Regions from separate parts of the Mus musculus genome. Here regions 2 and 3 are each linked to region 1. A link is a contact called in public promoter capture Hi-C data. All regions are on one chromosome and are shown on one strand. Each heading gives the region's core, a stretch centred on a gene start, on an enhancer-like site or on the middle of the called end of the contact. The rest is flanking DNA. Distances are from core to core; before and after follow the strand shown. Region 1 holds the start of Atp8b5 (ATPase, class I, type 8B, member 5). Region 2 holds the start of Tesk1 (testis specific protein kinase 1). Region 3 holds the start of Car9 (carbonic anhydrase 9).

Region 1 (3,997 bases), core at 736-3,235:
GATCACAGCCTGGGCTGTGAACGTGCATCTGCAGAGGAGAGATGCAGGACATAGAGTAGGGCTAAGGCTGCTATGGCAGCCCAGGTTAGGCTTTGCGTCCCAGTTCTTTTCAAGGCAGATGAGCTGTGGTAGTAAAACTAGGAAGGTAGAGAAAGGAAGGTTAAAATGAGGCCTCACAGAATCAGAAAAGACTTGACACAGAAAATACAGACCTCACATCTTTCTTCCTACCGTAGCCAGCACCTGCAACAGGAAACTGGATCCATTTCCATTGCTTCCTAAACAGATCCTTTCTAGTCAGTTGCCAAGTCATTTTAAAGCTGCTTCCTCCTCCCCCTCCCCTCCTAATTGTCCCCAGGGGCTGGGTTGGGTGGCTCACACTTTAAGACCAGCAGTTGGGAGACAAGCATTTGGATCTCTGTGAATCTGAGCCAGCTTGGTCCACATAGCAGTTCCAGGCTCCAGCTAAGAAAATGGAATGTCCCTGTGAACCTACTCTCTATTTTCTAGTCCACTAGTCTAGTTAAGGGGCTTGACTGGGTTCATTTTCTCTGCCAGTTAAAGAACTACAAGGCAGAGGGAGAAAAATCTCGACCATGACAGGTAGCTGTAGAGAAATTGCAAAAGGGCAGATTCAGCAGTCAGAAGAAAGCTTTTTATTAAAAGTGAGAAAATATTCCCATTCAGCAGGGACACAGAGAAAGACCCTCCTGCAAAGCAGAAGTCCAGCTTCTTGATGGCTAGGAACTTGTAAAGTGTGAAGGGGCTTCCTCTCCTAATTTGGGGTTGGTTGGCCCATAACTGTTGTGTAAATATGTCCTGATCTGGCCTTGAGCTTGCTGAGGCACTCCATCAGCAGGGGCTCCACTGACAGGAGGAGGTAAAAAAAAATCCCACAAGACAATATTATTATTATTATTATTATTATTATTATTATTATTATTATTATTATTATTTATTTCCAGACCTTTGTCTCAGGTCAAGAGGGTGAAGAAGCAGCCAGGCATCTTGGAAGTTCACAGTCTTTATTACTTAGTCATGGCCCCTCTCATATATTTGCCTATCAGGAACTCTAACTCCTAGTTCCTCGTAGTATTTTTTATTTCCCCTCCTCTGCATCACTGATAAACCCCAGCCTTTGTTCCTGCTCCCTCTCTCTTTTTAAAAAGTACTTTAAAGTTTTATTTACATTTATGTGAGTGTTTTGCCTGCATGTATGCATGCACCACCTGGGTGCCTGGTACCCACAGAGGTCAAAAGAAGGCATCTGATCCTGGCACTGGAGTTGTGGATGGTTGTGAAACACCATATGGATGTTCTCTGCAAGAACAAGTGCTTTTAACCACTAAGCCATCTCTCTGGGTCCGTCCTCTTTCCTCTTCAGTTAAAAGCCACTTGGTCTTGCGAAGATTATATGCCCCAGTACAGGGGAATGCCAGGGCCAGGAAGGGGGTGTGGGTGGGTTGGGGAGCAGGGCAAGGGGGTGGGGTTGGTATTGGGGACTTAGGGGATATCATTTGAAATGTAAATGAAGAAAATCTAATTTAAAAAAAAAAAGCTACTCAGTGGTCACAGTGGCTTCTAAGCTAAAACTTAAACCCCTCCAGGAGTGCCCTCCACATACCCATCACACATACCCATACACACAATTCCGCAGCTGAATTTGCCCTCAGTGCCATTTTACATTCTTGTGTCCATTCTTGTTAATTTCCAGTCACCCCTTCCACACTACCTTTCAGTCTGTCACCTCTGGGAAGCCATCTGGACCCCACCAACTCTGGGCAGCACGCCCCTTTGTTATTCTCCCCTCATTAGCATGCAGTTAGCCCCTGGAAGGATCTGAGGATTTCATCTCAGGACTTGGCCATCTCAGGGATTTAGGACTCAACTACTTCAAAGCCAGACTTTCCAGCTTCAGTATCTGCAGAAAGGGGCGTGGCGGGAGACGAGCTCGCGGCAGCGCGTGGGCGGGCGGGTCCAGCTCTGGGCGGAAGCTGTGGTTCTGTGGCACAAGCGCAGAAAGGTGCGTTAAGATGGAGGTTGCTGGAGTAGGAGGCTGTGAGGCGACGGTAAGTAGGGGGCGCCCGAGGAGAAGTTACGGTTTTCTTTCTGACAGCATTGCTTGGAGACCTTATGTTACTTGAACTACCGAGTGGTTATTCATCCTCCTACTTCTTTGAGAATTATTGTAATACTCACCAAGAGAACTCTGTCAGTACTCCTCAGATATACAGGTTTCCCTGGCACTCCCTGAGATGTCTATCCAGACATTTCCAAAGAGTCTTTATCCTCCCCCAGGTTGCTCCCACAGGGCACACATTTGTCCATTTATTCCGTAAAGCAGGTTAACCCTAAGTCTCCCAGCTGTGTCATATCCCTGGTAGCTAAGGAAATTTGCTCATTTCCCCAAGACTCTTAATATTCCTGGGCATTTGCTATCATTCTTTTCCTTTTAATGCCTACTTGGCAGGAAAAATTAAACTCTCTACCACGAACTTTCTAATGTGAATAAGTAGGTGTCTATCTATCTGAGGAACTGCCAAGGTAGACATTCTTTCTTTGCTTCGAAACAGGGTCTTGATGGATAGCCCTAACTGGCTTAAAACTCACTGCATAGACCAGACTGCCCTAGAACTTGTACTGATCCTCCTGCCTCTGCCTCCCTGCTGCTACGATCACAAGTATAAATTGTACTTGGTGTCCTTGAAGGCCATCAGATCCCTTGGGACCGTAGTTAGAGACAGATAGGAGCTGCCATGTGGATGCTGGGACCCCAATGCCACTGAGAGAGCAGTCTCTCTCCAGCCAGCCCCTTGATACAGTTTTAAACAAAAGAAAAGTAGGAAAATTTTCAGGTTAGAAGGTCTGAACTAGTGGATTTTTAAAGGATAGAATTACTCCCTTTAGCATGTTTTGACTGACCCCTGCATGGTCTTTCCAGACCCAAGAGCAAAAAGACAAAGCTGAAAAAGCAACATAAAATGGCAAAGATGTATTGAAGCTGGAATCAGAAGATATAAATGTGGGTCTCAGCTCTGATACATGCTGTTCACGAGTCTGGTCTTTAGTGTAACAGTTTGCTGGATTGTTATTTGGAGTGGTAATTCCTTCCATATCTAACTCAGACGGGTGAAGTGGACTCATATACATAAAAGAACTTTGAAAATATACATTTTCTCTATGTGAATAAAGAAGTATTATGCAGGAGCCTCTATGTTCTGAAAAAGTAACTTTTTTTTGTTTTTTGGTTTTTAGACAGGGTTTCTCTGTATAGCCAACTCAGAAATCTGCCTGCCTCTGCCTCCCTAGTGCTGGGACTAAAGGGGTGTGCCACCACGCCTGGCCTGAAAAAGTAACTTTTAAGGAATTTGTTTTGCTTAGTCCCAAGTTCAAGGAAAGTATATTTGTTGAGCAATTACTGTATATGTCAGGTATTCATCTAGGTCCAGGCCCTAGCATTGGATAAGAGACAACTCATAAATTTAGGGGTGGTCATCAGCATATTAATTACTTAAGTATCTAATGCAGACTCAACAGCATATTGAAGCAGTAGGAAGAATCTAAATTTAGAGTTACCTCTGCTGCTGTATAACTATGAAAAAGACTCTTCTATGTCAACCTGAATATCAGCATCGGTGTAAGAAAGAGTTAAGGTGACCTCAGATGTTCTTTTCAGTTGAACTTACCTAACGTAATGAGTTTATAGCCTTCCAAGAATGGCCATATTGAAAAAGCTGAACAGTCTGACTGTAAGAACAAGTAAGTACTAAAGTCACGCTAGGTTCAGCACAGCAGTAGTAAACAATAGAGTTGCCCTGTTTGATATAGAATGCTCAGAGACTTCACTGAAGATTAGGAAGTATGGAGACTTTGGAGTAGAAAAAAGGGCGTGGGCCCTTGCAGGTACTGGAACCTGAATGGAACTTCAAAGGAGCAAAGCATTTGTTTCTTATTATCCTCTTTAAGAAGATTTTCACATTTTAATTATGTGTATTGG
Region 2 (4,057 bases), core at 164-2,663, 180 kb after region 1:
TCTCTCCTCTCTTCTGTGCCTGAACACAAGCCCGGGAACCTTCAGCCCCACCTACCTCTTCTGCCCAGCTATAGGCTGTAGGCATCTTTACTAACCAATCATGAATATACAACAAGAGCTGGTATAGTTGAGGACCTGCTTGTCTTGGAGCAGCCAGGTCATGGGATACAGTTTTTAGCATTTGAATACAGAGCCACAACAGACCAACCCACTACACAACAATGACACCACGATTTAATGAAGATTCCTTTTTCTAATCAGTGGTAAAATAATGCCATAGCTATGCAGCAAATAACTGGGTGCAGGGACAGACATGTGGACAAAACACGTGGCCATGAGTTACTCCCAGGATAGTCACAGGCCCAGAGGGTATCTGAAAGCAGGTATATTTACTAGAGAAAGAAGGGAGTGTGCACATGCGTGCTCCCTGAGTGACAGTATATCGTCCCTGTGACCATCATTATTGCTGGCTGATGATAATCTACCTCCTACACTCAACAGCTTTTCCACCTGAACTTTTAAAAACTGGTGATACCAGTTTTAAACCTTGATAGAAACCTAACGATGAACCTGGCTGCTGCACTCCCCCAACACACACACACACACACACACACACACACACACACACACACACACACAGAGCTTCTCAGGCACATCAACATTCCCTCCTTTTTACTAGTGTATCCTAGCTCAGTCTTGCATCCCCAGCAGAGGGAACCACCACACGGCCTTCTTCCTAAACACTCCCTCTCACCATAACCACCACAGCGCCCTTCCTAAACACACACACACAATTCAGCATGAAACTACTGTCACAGACATTGATCCTCAAAATGACTAATGGGACAGAATCCAGTGTCAGTTAAGCTTACTACAGTGAGGGTATCCTACAGGTACAAATTCCGAGTGTCTTCAGACCTTGCACAAACTATGGAAAATAAAATCCTGCCAGGAGGGGTAGCATATGTTTGTAATCCCAGCACAAAGTGGTATGGTGTGGTATGAATCCAAAGCCAGCATGGGCTACAGGGCAAGACCGTTTCAATCTCTACACAAAAGATTACAAATAGGTTCTCAGAATTAACTCTAATTTAATGCGATGAGTATGTTTTGCTGTTACCAGTGGGGGAAAAGAACACGCATTGGCCTACTCTCCTTTTCTAGAACAACTGTGCATGACTGTTCTCTCTCCAAACCTGAACGATTCCCTTATACGGTGCACTCTCAAGACGGCCTTGCACATTCAGCCTGCCCTCACTCCATTCCGCCGCGAGGTGGCAGGACGCTCACGGATGCCAGGAGACCTCTGCCGGGATCCAGTGACGTCACGCAACCCTAGCGACGATTGGCTACCTTCCCGATGACCTTGAGGGGAGGAGTCCGTGGCAGAGCCGGAAACATCGGCAACAGCGAAAGCCACGTCCCGAGACCGGGCGTGCGCACTCCGAGGATCCCAACCGCTGTAGAGGCCTCTGCACCTCCTCCTCTGGACTGAGGGGGCACACTGGCGTCTACCGACGTGGGGCGCAACCTGCCGAAAGGGGTCACACCGCTGGGCGCTAGCGAGGGGAGGAGTCACCTTGAGAGGAGGGGTCACAATGACTAGCCGAGTCACTCTGCCAGGTCTCTTTTAGTGAGAGGAACACAAAGAGGAGGGGGTGCAGCACTGAGGGGCTCGGGGAACACACGGATGTAGCAGTGTCATCCGTAGGAAAGGTCCCCCGAAGGAGAGCGGGCTCCGAGGGGCAGCGGCCTTTGAGGGGGCGGGATCCTGCCGAGGGCGGGGCCTCCTTGCAGGTGCAGGCGTCTCCGAAGAGAGGGTTATTAGGACAAAGAAGTAAGAGGGTGGTCACCGGATCGAGCGTCGGAATCTCAACTTTACTTAGGGGGATGGAGATGGAGTGAGAAGGAGTCGAGCAGGTCAGGGATGCGAAGGCCAGAGGCTCCCTACAGCCCTGGATACTGCGATCGGAGAAGACAGGTGTTAGCGAGCCCCGAGATTTAGAGTGTCGGGGTCAGAAACCCCCCTGAAATGGACAGTCGGAGTCGGACGCAGACCGGGCAGGCAGCGTGGTCGATCCGTGGAGCCCAGGGCGCAGGAGAATTAGCGCCAGCAGTCAACCCTCAAGTCGTCCTGTGATTCACGCCCCGGCCTACGCGCGGGGGACGCACCTGAGGGGGCGTGGCCGGGCCGCAGCCCGGGCTCCAAGGAGTTAACCGCAGACCGGGCCGGGCCCCGCCCCGGGCAGGCCGCACAGCCTGAGCCCGGCGGCGAAGCGGAGCAGCAGCCGCCCGCGGGGAGCCCGCCGCCGGCGCCCGGGAGCGCCGCCGCCGCCCGGCCCAGGCCCAGGCCCAGGCCCCGCGCAGAGCGGAGAGCCGCGGCGTTCCACCGGGCCCAACTCGCCGGCGCGGCGGGGGCGGGCCCAGGACCTTCGGCAGGTCCTCCAGGAGTCCACCGGGCGGGAGTCCCGGCCCCCGGGATCGGGTTGGGCCGGCGCCCATGGCGAGCGCGGCCTGCCCGGGTCCCGGGGATCCGGCCATGTGAAGCAGGCCGGGGCTGGGGGCCCGGCCATGGCCGGGGAACGGCCGCCGCTGCGGGGCCCCGGGCCCGGAGAGGCTCCGGGGGAGGGGCCGGGGGGCGCAGGCGGAGGCCCGGGCCGGGGCCGGCCCTCCTCCTACCGGGCCCTCCGCAGCGCCGTGTCCAGCCTTGCGCGTGTGGACGATTTCGACTGCGCAGAGAAGATCGGGGCCGGTTTCTTCTCTGAGGTCTACAAGGTAGGACCCGCAGAGAGGACAGAGGGGCGGGACCGAGCCTTGGACGGGAGGCTAGAACTTAGAGGCCCCGCAGCCTGGGTTAGAGATCCTTGAGCTAGCAGCCACCCAACCTGTCGGGCACACACGGAGCCTTGCCTCCCCCAGGTTCGGCACCGACAGTCGGGACAAGTCATGGTGCTGAAGATGAACAAGCTCCCCAGTAACCGGAGCAACACGCTAAGGGAGGTGCAGCTGATGAACCGGCTCCGGCACCCTAACATCCTCAGGTGAACGGCCTAGCCTCTTGCTGGACAGCTTGCTGGGCAGGAGGAAAAGTCCCTTGGGAAAGGAGGGAGATGCAGTGGAGCCCGGGCTCTTACAGCGTATCCTTTATCCTCCCCATCACCTTTCAGGTTCATGGGGGTCTGTGTGCACCAAGGGCAGCTGCACGCGCTTACAGAGGTAAGCATTAAGCATAGGCCAGGAAAGAGGGAAGGCACCACACCCCCAAGTGAGAGTGTCAGTGATCTTGGTGGGTCTGCTGGGAAATTAAAAAGAAGCCACCTGCCTGCCCAGGACCTCAGGACCTCCTCCAACTAAAGGCTTCCTGAACTTCCCTGTGTGCAAACCACTTATTAGAATACTCAGCTGGAGTTAGTGATGGAGATATTTTGTATCTGGGTCCAATACAGGAGCCACTAGCTACACGTGGAATAGACTAAAACAAGAGCTGGTGTAACAAAAGAATGTCTGATTATATTTAAATGTATTGGATAACATAGCTGTACATAGTCCTACTGTGAGAGACAGGGTAGCCTAGTATATAAATGGGAACCTTAGAGCACAGACCCACCAACCCTTTTGACCTTTGTGAGCCTCCTGAGTGTCAACTGTCTTAGGAGTGGCAGGCACAGAGCACCGACATTCACACACCTTGTCTTTCCCCATGTCCCAGTATATGAATGGGGGCACCCTGGAACAGCTGCTCAGCTCCCCAGAACCCCTCTCCTGGCCAGTCAGGCTCCACCTAGCCCTGGACATTGCACAAGGCCTACGGTACCTACACGCCAAAGGTGTGTTTCACCGAGACCTCACATCCAAGGTAGGCTGGCCAAGACGGGTGGAACGATTAAAGAGGGTTTGTGACTGTTAAGTTGTAATTGGCCTGTGGATATTGACATGTAGGTAGTAGATACGTTAGGATGTCGGGGTGCCAAGGTGTTGGAAACTATTAAAGAATGGGGACAGCAAGAGGGCTGGGGAATTGAGTACTGAGTGAGGTGGTGATAATGAGGTGCATTGG
Region 3 (4,046 bases), core at 1,080-3,579, 240 kb after region 1:
CCATTAACAGCATGGTGCTCTCTGCTCCTGTGGCTGGTGACAGCCTGAGTTTGATCCCTGGAATCTCCATAAAGGTAGAAGAGGACTGATTCCATAAAGTTGTCCTCTGGCCTCCACATCTAAACACATACACACTTAAAAATTAAACTTCAAAGAAAATTGCCTAGAAGCTGAGTCAAAGAATAAAATGGATTTAGGACAGTAAGATAATGAAAACATTAAATACCATGGCGGTTTACAAACATTAGAAAGGAAAGTGAAGGGCTGGGGAGATGACTCAGAGGTCGAGAGCACTGGTTGTTCTTCCAGAGGACCTGAGTTCAATTCCCAGGACCCACACATGGCAGCTCACAACCGTCTGAAACTTTGGTTCCAGGGATTCTGATACCCTCATACAAATATAATGCAGGCAAAACAGCAATGCACATGAAATAAAAATAACCAAGTTTAAACCTGGTTAGGTCCCTCAAATAAAGTTCCTTGGACCCTTCTGTATAGATACTACCTTTTATTTAGATCAGGAATCATCTAGAAGGCTCTCAAAGAGAAGATGGGATAGCAGGGTTACCTAGAGCCATGGGATGTAGCTGTATGTGTCAGGAATAAAAATAACTCAATGCATTCAATTAACCTAGACACCCACACTGGTGGATGCTCGTTGCATCATTTTAGATACCTGGATGAAACGACCTTATTCTTTTATAGTTGCTGAGGCTATGGGAATCTCCTGGGAATGGGAGCTGCAGAGCTTAAGGCTGTCTGCTATTCTGTGCTGCGTGCCTGGAGACACCAGCAGAGTCAAGGACACTGGGAGAGGCTTGGTACATGGTCACTAGATGGACAGATTGGGAGCTCCATCCGTTCTCACTCTGTCCTGATTCATAAAGAATCAGGCTGCCTGTGAAATCCACACTCATAGTTGTCTTCCACATGGCCTGATGTAAGAACTGGTCTCTGTCACGCTCTTCAAAAGACTTTATTTTACATCTATTTGGTGTATGTGTGTGTGTGTGCACATGCATGTGCCATGGCACACACAGGGGGCAGAGGGCAACTTGTAGTAGATGGTTCTCTCTTTCCACCATGTCGATTTTGGGGTTCCACCTCAGATCATCAGATTCGGTGGCAAGTGTCTTTACCCACTAAGCCATCTGACCAGTCTCTATTCAAAATGGTCCATGTCTCTTCTTTGTCCAGAATTCCAATCTCTTTACTGTGATTATTAACCAACCCCTCCCCGTGGGGCTTCTACCTCTGCTTCAAAGATGGGAACAGATTTTACCCACATCCATAGTTCCTTGAGGCAGAATTATGACATCTGTCCTCACTCGCTGGAGCGAGAGCTTCTCAGATAGGAGCCTTCGTTTTCATTTCCGCATCCCTAGTCCACAGCCCAGTGCCTAACATACCGTAGGTATTAAACAAATACGGCGTGCAAACATGAATGGCATTCTGGGCAACAAGACGGAGATTCACAAAGGCAGTGCAGAGTTTGGAGAGACGAATGAATAGTTTAGCTCTGGGAGCAAAGCTCAAGTGAAAGAGTGCTTGCATGGCACCCATGGCCCCCTGGAGTCAGTCTCCAGCACTGAAAAAGAAACAAACAAACAAAGCAAAAAAGTGCATGCGCGCAGGAGCACACACACACAAATTATCTGACCAGAACATTAGGTGGAAGAGCAAGAGACAAGACTGGTTTCTTGGGTGAGGTTTTGAAGACCTGGAAGTCGGGAAATAAAATGATCAGACTTTGGCAGGCAGTGGGGGGGGGGGGGTAACCATTAGAGTCTCATATGTAGATTCAAATAATCATGCTCAAATTTGCCTTCTACTTAGCTGTGAGCCCCTCCACCTATTCACCCCTAGGCTCCTCCAGGGTCTTAACCTGCCCCCTTACCCAAGACCTGACTGGGCCAGGATACATGCATGGATTTCTTGCCTCCTCAGCCCAACTCCACGGGGGCCCAGCTTCCTTCTTTCCCCTGCCCTGCCAGGGCCGGGAAGCAGGCCAGGCCTAGCAGAGGCCAGGAGCTGGGTGGTGCCAGGGAGAACCTATACAGTGCCAGGTGGTGCCTTGGGTTCCAAGCTGAGCTGGTGATCCTGATAACCTTCTTTCTGCCTATGAACACACCTGCCCCTCACCCCAACCCTACCCATTACCGCACCAATGTCCAGGCTTTGATATCGGGGAGGGGGCATAGGGCCAGACAGAACCTGTGGGACTTTGGCTCCATCTCTACAAAAGGGCACTGTGAGTCAGCCTGCTCCCCTCAAGGCTTGCTCCTCCCCTACCCAGCTCCTATTTCCGATGCACGTACAGCCCGTCCACAGTGTGTCCTGGGACACCCCAGTCAGCTGCATGGCCTCCCTGGGCCCCAGCCCCTGGGCCCCTTTGTCGACCCCAGCCCCTACTGCACAGCTGCTGCTGTTCCTGCTGCTCCAAGTGTCTGCTCAGCCCCAGGGCCTGTCCGGGATGCAGGGGGAGCCCTCCTTGGGAGACAGTTCATCTGGGGAGGATGAGCTGGGCGTGGATGTTCTGCCCAGTGAAGAGGATGCACCTGAAGAGGCGGATCCACCCGATGGGGAGGATCCACCTGAAGTTAATTCTGAAGACAGGATGGAGGAGTCCCTTGGGTTAGAGGATCTATCGACTCCCGAGGCTCCTGAGCACAGTCAAGGTTCCCACGGGGATGAAAAAGGTAAGTGGTCATTAACTTCCAAATCTAGGCTCAGGTAAGTTTATGCCTTGTCCTCCCCCACTCCCCTCTCTTCCCCGAAATGCTAGCTGAGAGCATTCGGCAATTATACTCTAATAGGTAGTCTTTCCCCCCTAAAAGGAGAGAAGAAAAAAAAAGCCGAGAATAGGGGGAAATTAAAGAGGAAATAGAACTGGGAATGGACAGAGGGGGAAAATAAGTGTGTGTGTGTGTGTGTGTGTGTGTGTGTGTGAAGAGAGGGAGGTAGAGAGAATGAGAGACAGACAGACAGAGACAGACACAGAGAGACAGAGACAGAGAGATGAAAAGGGAAGAGAAGGGGGCTCCTGGAAGACACACAAGGAGCTCACAGCCGTTACTCACCTATGATTTGCGGTGTGGGAAAAGACAGGTGGAGGAACTTTGGTTTGCTCTGGGGGCGGAGGATGAGATAAGGTCTTATTGTGTAGATCGGATTGGCCTTGAACTAGTTCTGCCCTTTACCTTCTTCTTCCTCCGAGTTCTGGGATTTCAGGTGTGTGCGCCACCGTGCTTGGCTCTAAGCCAGGAACTTTAGACAGGAAAGAGAGATGAGTGGGAAGGTGGGTGAGTAAGGGAAAAAGAACGATGATTTGGATCTCAAACTGAAGCCGTGCCTACAGACCCTAGTTTGCAAACTATCGGTAGGGCTACTGATGGCTCCTGCAGTGATGGTGGCGGTGGCGGAGTCCCAGCTGGTGGTAGTCCACTGTGCTTCACACCAGCCTTGCTACATTCCTTTCTATTACGTGCAACACTCTTGTAAGACATCCGGGGCTGTGAGGCCCCCTGCCAGAGCGGGAGGGAATATTTTTTTATTCTGGGCACTGGGAAGGGACTGGGCTGTAAGAGTGGGCTTATTAATTCTTCTCATTTATGCAGGGGGTGGCCACAGTCATTGGAGCTATGGAGGTAAGACACGGCCGGCTACACAGACCCAATCTGGGAGCCCAGCCCTGGTGATCTGCCGCACCAACATTCCCAGTAGTAGCCCTAGACTGGACCCAGGTCCTACTCTATGGCCCCCCTCCCGCGCCCCGCACTCCCCCACGCCAGTCCCTGGAGCGCCCCCCCTTCCTCCCACCCCAAGCGTCCTGACTCCACCCCTCACTTATCCTAACGGTTCTTGTCCAAATCGCTAGACTTCTTGCACCTTTTCCTCTCATCCCAGGCACCCTACTCTGGCCCCAGGTGTCCCCAGCCTGTGCTGGCCGCTTTCAGTCCCCGGTAGACATCCGCCTGGAGCGCACCGCATTCTGCCGCACTCTGCAACCCCTGGAACTTCTGGGTTATGAGCTCCAGCCTCTCCCG

The links. Capture Hi-C pulls out chosen DNA fragments and counts their contacts.
Region 2: a contact with region 1 is called in a promoter capture Hi-C map of adipose tissue. The contact joins the promoter of Tesk1 here to the promoter of Atp8b5 in region 1. A contact is called at or near these places in 3 of 39 promoter capture datasets (hippocampal neurons, macrophages and neural stem cells), 1 of 15 datasets of contacts at CTCF or cohesin (the NIH/3T3 cell line), 12 of 484 Hi-C or Micro-C datasets (the HL-1 cell line, adipose-derived mesenchymal stem cells, bone marrow-derived dendritic cells and 9 more), 12 of 115 datasets of contacts at active chromatin or transcription factors (astrocytes, craniofacial prominence, embryonic basal ganglia and 6 more) and 3 of 9 other capture datasets (adipose tissue, liver and pancreatic islet).
Region 3: a contact with region 1 is called in a promoter capture Hi-C map of pancreatic islet. The contact joins the promoter of Car9 here to the promoter of Atp8b5 in region 1. A contact is called at or near these places in 4 of 39 promoter capture datasets (cranial neural crest, liver, neural stem cells and 1 more), 4 of 115 datasets of contacts at active chromatin or transcription factors (bone marrow-derived macrophages, craniofacial prominence, embryonic stem cells and 1 more) and 3 of 9 other capture datasets (adipose tissue, liver and pancreatic islet).

The regions. Positions count from the first base shown.
Region 1 is chr4:43,265,174-43,269,170 of GRCm38.p6, forward strand. It overlaps Atp8b5 (ATPase, class I, type 8B, member 5), which reads left to right and starts at 1,986. Exons shown (of 29, transcript NM_177195.3): 1 at 1,986-2,069.
Region 2 is chr4:43,440,864-43,444,920 of GRCm38.p6, forward strand. It overlaps Tesk1 (testis specific protein kinase 1), which reads left to right and starts at 1,414. Exons shown (of 10, transcript NM_011571.3): 1 at 1,414-2,775; 2 at 2,920-3,041; 3 at 3,168-3,216; 4 at 3,710-3,856. The coding sequence starts at 2,572.
Region 3 is chr4:43,504,697-43,508,742 of GRCm38.p6, forward strand. Car9 (carbonic anhydrase 9) reads left to right here and starts at 2,330. Exons shown (of 11, transcript NM_139305.2): 1 at 2,330-2,699; 2 at 3,618-3,647; 3 at 3,907-4,046. The coding sequence starts at 2,360. Arhgef39 (Rho guanine nucleotide exchange factor (GEF) 39) reads right to left here. Exons shown (of 12, transcript NM_001013377.3): 1 at 3,889-4,046; 2 at 3,081-3,267.